Linked DNA regions of Anas platyrhynchos: region 2 is linked to region 1. A link is a contact called in public Hi-C data. All regions are on one chromosome and are shown on one strand. Each heading gives the region's core, a stretch centred on a gene start, on an enhancer-like site or on the middle of the called end of the contact. The rest is flanking DNA. Distances are from core to core; before and after follow the strand shown.

The links. A called contact is a pair of places that touch in the nucleus more often than the background predicts.
Region 2: a contact with region 1 is called in a Hi-C map of liver, with 1.8 times the contacts expected there. The contact joins the promoter of LOC140003479 here to the enhancer-like site in region 1. A contact is called at or near these places in 2 of 8 Hi-C or Micro-C datasets (liver and subcutaneous adipose tissue).

Annotation. Positions count from the first base shown.
Region 1 is chr12:13,858,664-13,861,561 of IASCAAS_PekinDuck_T2T, forward strand. It overlaps PRMT7 (protein arginine methyltransferase 7), which reads left to right. Exons shown (of 20, transcript XR_011812240.1): 20 at 1,721-2,182. Among named protein-coding and RNA genes, the nearest start is that of SLC7A6OS, 20 kb to the left of the region's middle. Within about 2 kb of position 1,523, at least 2 of the 8 cell types and tissues checked have an H3K27ac peak or open chromatin away from gene starts, as enhancers often do.
Region 2 is chr12:14,081,237-14,084,134 of IASCAAS_PekinDuck_T2T, forward strand. LOC140003479 (leukotriene B4 receptor 1-like) reads left to right here and starts at 1,353. Exons shown (of 1, transcript XM_072043805.1): 1 at 1,353-2,898. The coding sequence starts at 1,511. The coding sequence ends at 2,509. All of the region lies in intron 7 of LOC106019018 (a long non-coding RNA gene), which reads left to right.

The DNA.
Region 1 (2,898 bases), core at 273-2,772:
ATCAGAAAAACACATCTACCCAGCAGCAACATTTAGACTTCTATTTGTTCCCAGACCCAACAGAAGCATTGCCATGATGTTCTGAGTTGAGCTTCTGGCTGTTGGCATCTTACTAAGCAGAACATCCTGTTTACTCTTGGAAGGAAACTTACTCTGTGCTGCCACCAGAGGCATTTTTTTTTCGCTAAATGACAACAGGTTTGATCCTGACTAGGCCTGCAGGCATAGATGCATGTTTTAAAAGAAATACGATCCCCCTGCCACCACTGAACTAATAGTATTATAGCTTGTATATTACATGAGAGCCAGTGTGTATCTGCATGATTTTTATTTTTTTTTTGTGCCACAAGAGATGCTTGCACTGAAGACACAGGTTTTATTTAGGTATTAAGAATGATCGTCAGTCAGAAAGTTTTGCCATTCACGTTTAAATTCCCTATTGTGGTTCTGCTGCAAAAGTAACTTTTCTGTAGCATTGAATTGTGATGAAAGTTTTAGTAAAACTTGGGTGGTTGTTACTGTGTGGTTATCACACCACTAATCCACAAGAGGGTGCTGAAAACCCACTTTTATTTTTTTAATGTATTTTCAGTTCATACCTATTTACTTCCTGCAAGGAAAGGTGCACAGACTTTCAGTGCAGCTATCTCATTTTCTGTACAAATAAAATGCTTGTGATTTTATAAGATACATACACATACATGTACTGAAATAGAAAACTAGTACAAAACCAGTGATAACTGCTAGTAAGACTAATACGGACTTGCACCTACAATAAAAAGGCAGGTGAGATGTCTCATGTTAAGTACACCGAATGAATAATACTTTATGGAAGTGAGATTGTCTTAGTCCTGATGAAGGACAAGTCTTGCATTTTATTTAAAGGGTATTTTAAGCCATGGCAGCTGCAAGTTTTCTTCCTGTGTTTGCAGAAAGGTTATCTTTTGTCTAAGGGCTGGACAGTTCAAGAACTGGGATCAAGGAGCTTGCTTTTCTCCTTCATTAGTCCCTTTGAAACTGCTCTGTGTAGGCTTCCTGCATTTAACAAGATAGAGGATGCAGTTCAAGACTAATTCATTTAGGCACTCATCTTTTGTATTCTATTTGTAGTTACAGCTGGTTGTTAGGAGGGGAAGAGACTTACAGCTTCTTAATGTTAGATATTTTTTTCTAGTGATGATTGTGAGCTTGCAACACCATTTTACCTTATTGACTCTGGGGACATTGCAAACTGTTAATTTGGTTTGGTACTTGTTTTCAAACTCAACGTGTCCAGTCATTTAATGTGGATTAATGATTAAGATGCTTTTTCTCAGAGAGAGGTATGTATAATTATCCACATTTTTCAGATGAGGAAAAAGCAAGAGTGCTTTGTGGAGGCGTTAAAGTGTTTCATCTGCCCAGAGATCGCTGTAAGATTAGGGCCTCGAGAGCTAAAAATGTCTTGCTCAAGGCCATGCAGAGTAAACTAATCCCCTGACTCCCTTGCTCTGCTTTAATCATTTGTTTTCTTAGTGCAGTGTGATTTCAAGTGCAGCCTTATGAGGTTTGACCGAGATACAGCAGATAAAGGCTCAGAGGCAGCAAATCCTTGGATACTTCAGTAATTAAAACCATGGTTTTTTAAAAAAAAAAGTGTATATACATATAAGGCCATAGGGTTTTGTTTTTGTTTTGAAAGGCTGTCACAAAGCTGACCCAGTTTTTTTTTTTTCCCCAGCAGGATTCTTATCTAGGATTTGAGAACCCTAAGGATGCCTCTTCCGTGGACAAGGGCACTAATGAAAGAATGAGAGCTGATTATCTTCATGTATGTGAAGGGAAAGCCCTACACTGGAGGGTATTCTTCGCAGTTGTGTGGGTCCTGGGGTATGTTAGCTCTGACATGCACCCTGGAGACTGGACAAGCAGCCTTTTCTCCTTCCTAAGGGTTTTGCTCAAGTGCAACTGCCTAATGTACTGCAGCAGCAGTGTGTTTTTTGTGGATGTTGTCTCTTGTTCCTCTCATTTTCTGCAACCTCTGCTTTTTCATGCCTTGTACATCACTCTCCAAGGTGGAGAGTGGCAGTTGTGCAGTGGAAGAAATAATGGGCACTGCAATTCATTGGGCTCCTGCTTCTCAAGGCTGATGGATCCTACTATATATGTACTCCAATAAAGCAACTACTTGCTTCATGTTAAAGAGTATCTAAGAAACCAATTATTCACAACCCTGAGAATCAGCAAATAAATCAAGCTGCTGCGATGAATGGCGTTGGGAGAGAGACAAACAGCATTCGTTACAGCACTTGAATGTGTCATATTTCTCCTCAACTGTAATATTTCTAGGAAACATTGAAGTGACTGTGCTGTAGGCCTACATACATAATCTCATATCCACTTTGCAGACAACTGCAAAGTCATTTACACTGAAGGATTGATGATCAGCCCTGTCTCTAGTCAGAAAGGGCTGTGAAAGCATGCGGAACTAATTAGCAACGAAGCGACTCTCCCGGAGCCTCCAGCTGGGGAAGGGGATGGGAGACGCAGCCAGGAGCAAGTTTAGCTTGGGATCCCACTGGAATTTCACTGTGCTGACCCCGCAGGGCCGCCGGTTTGGGGTCGGGGGGCGTCGCATTGGGGCCGCCTCATCCGGGGCCGCCTCAGCCGCGTTCCCGCTCCCCTCAGCCCCAGCACCTGCCCGGGCCCGGGCCCGCTCCTGATTGGCCGAGCCCCCTCCTCAGGCCGGCCGCCATTTTGGCCTCCTGCCGCCTGAGGGCAGGGGGCGGCCATTTTCTCTTTGCACCCCCCGGCTCTCCCCGCTGTGGCAGACGAGGCGGCGAGGGACGGCGGCTGGGCGAGGCAGCCGTAAGCAGGGCCGGGGAGGCGTTTGTGCTGACGGGACAGGGAGGGGAGGAG
Region 2 (2,898 bases), core at 103-2,602, 220 kb after region 1:
TGGTACTAAATGCAGTAAAAAATAAAAGGAACTGGAATCATACGATGAAACCCAAATTAAAATATCAATTACACAAAGAGCGTTTTGAAAAAAATATTCTTGACTTCAGTGGAGTTATTCTGGATTTGCAGTTGATCTCATTATACTCTTACGAGATCAAAAACGGCTAAGCCGATTTGGGGTTGGGAATAGGTGTTGCAATCCTTTTCCCATTTTGGAAGATACTTCTTAACATTATGTACTACATTTGCCAGGTTTGTAAAAAATCTACCTCAACATTTAATGAAATAATCTGTACCACGATTTAAAATTTAATAGATTGTGCTATGCATTATGCATAATCTGTGCTTATTTTACATAAAAATACTCTTCTAGTTTCACTTCTGTGACTCTTAATAATTTTTGTTGGTGCTGCTGTTTTGGTTCCTCCTTTAATTATTTGGAACCAGACTTAAAATGTTCTGACACTAGAGTAAAACAGTGCTTCCATAATCTTTGGCCAGACAAAGATTTATTTATTTATTTATTTTAAGAACTTTTGATTCACACAGGATTTGAATACTGCACTAACTACTGGGTTTCCTAGGAGATAAAGTCATAGCACATTGCTGTCACAGTAGGACAACCTAATCATATATTTTCTGAGACACAGACCATTTCCTCCCAACATTACACCCAGACTATTCTGATGGTGGTTGTTTAGCTAAAGAACTGCATTTTCCCAGAGCATTGGGTGATATTGGTAGTAGGGTGATGATTGAACCAGATAACCATGAAGGTCTTTTCCAACCTGAATGATTCTATGATTAGAATTACAACTCTATCCAACTTCATTGTACTGGTACAATCTCACTACAAAAGATGATTTCCTCTGTGCCAGCCTATTTCTAAAGCATGTTCAAGATCAACTGTCTTCTGCTGAATTAACAACAACAACAACCAAAAAAAAGATTATATGAAGGTAGAGAGTATAATAATGTTTCATGCTCTAGAATGCAATGTCATGTCAAACATTTAATGCACACTTTTGGTTTATCTGCCACCCTTCTATCTTTTTGTTTTAAAATACTTAAAATAGAATGTTGACATATTCACACAAACAAAAGTGAAGTAGCAAAAGGACAACTTTTTTCCTCCTCATACCTGTTGGTTAGACCAGTAGCTTTAACCAAGTAGCAGGCTTCTTAAAAGAGGGAGACTTTTGAAAGATCACCTCCATGCTTTAAAATCTGCTGTGATGCATATGTAATTAAGAGCAAAGTCAGGGACAATACTATTTTTATCTGTGCTCTGCATGCAAAAAGACACTGTTTTCCTAAACAACAGGAAGAACGCATGCGGTCAGACGTTTGTGAGCATTAGGATGTGAGGTCACATGCCAGACAAGTCTGCAGAATATCAGTTAGGGAAGTTTCTCTCAAGTTGTTTGCTGACAGTTTCAGAATCAAAACTTTCAGAGTGCAAAGCACCAAGGATATTAGCACCTGAAAAGAACTGAAAAATTTCTGGAATGAGTGAAGCTGAGGAAGTCAGCACCGACTTGACATGGAACGCTGTGAAGTTTGTAGTCTGCATGATACTGAGCTTGTCATTTATTATTGGGACCCCTGGAAATTGCGTTGTCATCTGGACTGTTTGTACAAAAATGAAGCAAGTATCTCCTTCAGTCCTGCTGATCTTGAACCTGGCCATTGCGGATATCCTCGTACTGATCACTTTGCCAATCTGGATTTACTCCTTTGCTGACTCATGGGTTTTTGGAATTGTGTTCTGCAAAATACTGGTCTTCATGATTTACTGCAGCATGTATGCAAGTATATTTCTAATTACAGCACTGAGCTTGGAGAGACTAATGGCTGTGTTTTACCCTTTCACAATGCAAAGGTACAAAAAAAAAGAAAATATTTTTGTAATCATGTTCCTCATTTGGTTCCTGTCCATTGCTTTTGGCGTTACTATTATTCCATTCCAAGAGACAGATGAAATCAACGGTGGACTACAGTGCACATGTCGCAACTACTCTACTACTGGACAGAGAGTGTCATATCTTTTGTTGGAGACTCTTGCAGGTTTTGTAATTCCTTTTTTAATTATATGCACTTGCTATGTGTGTGTTGCAAAAAGAATAAGACAAATGACTTACCGATCAAAGCAGCGATCAGAACGGCTCATTACCAGCATCGTGGTGGCATTCATTTTATGCTGGTTCCCACATCATCTCTTTAACATCTTAGATATTATTTCAGTTCAGATAGAAGACTCTAATGAGACACTGGAAAAGATTATAGACAAAGGAGAGTACGTCTCCGGAGCACTTGTATTTATCAGTAGCTGTATTAACCCTCTACTTTATGCTTTTGCTGCACGAAAATTCCAGAATCACCTGAGATTTACCAAGATATCAAAACTGTTTGAACAGTTGAGTCAGACTGTAACAGAGGAAGACAAGAAAAAGATTTCTCCTGTTACCAAGCAAGAAACTACTGTAGCAGGCACAGAGATTCTCTAACAAAGAGCATAGACTTAGTGAGCAATGGATTTCTGGGGCATTCATTCAGTAGTCCTTTCACCTAGTAGTCAGTTTGGTTTTCCAAGTAGTCCAGCGGATGCTAGAGACAATTCAGGTTGTGTGTGTTACAAAACAATCGGCAGTGACAACCTTGTTTGGCTCCTGACCTTGTATCCATGTCACCAAATCAGTTTCACCGGTGCTGAGAAGCAAGATGGCTAGAAGCTTAAAGTATAGGGAATACAACATTTTTATTTTCCATTACAATTATTTGTGATTTCTAGAAAAGACATTTATGTGGAAAACAAGATTTGGAAATTTAAAACTTAAAAAGTTTGTCTGGAAGAAGATTTGAAATGCTCAAAAAATCCATAAATATAACCCAAAGT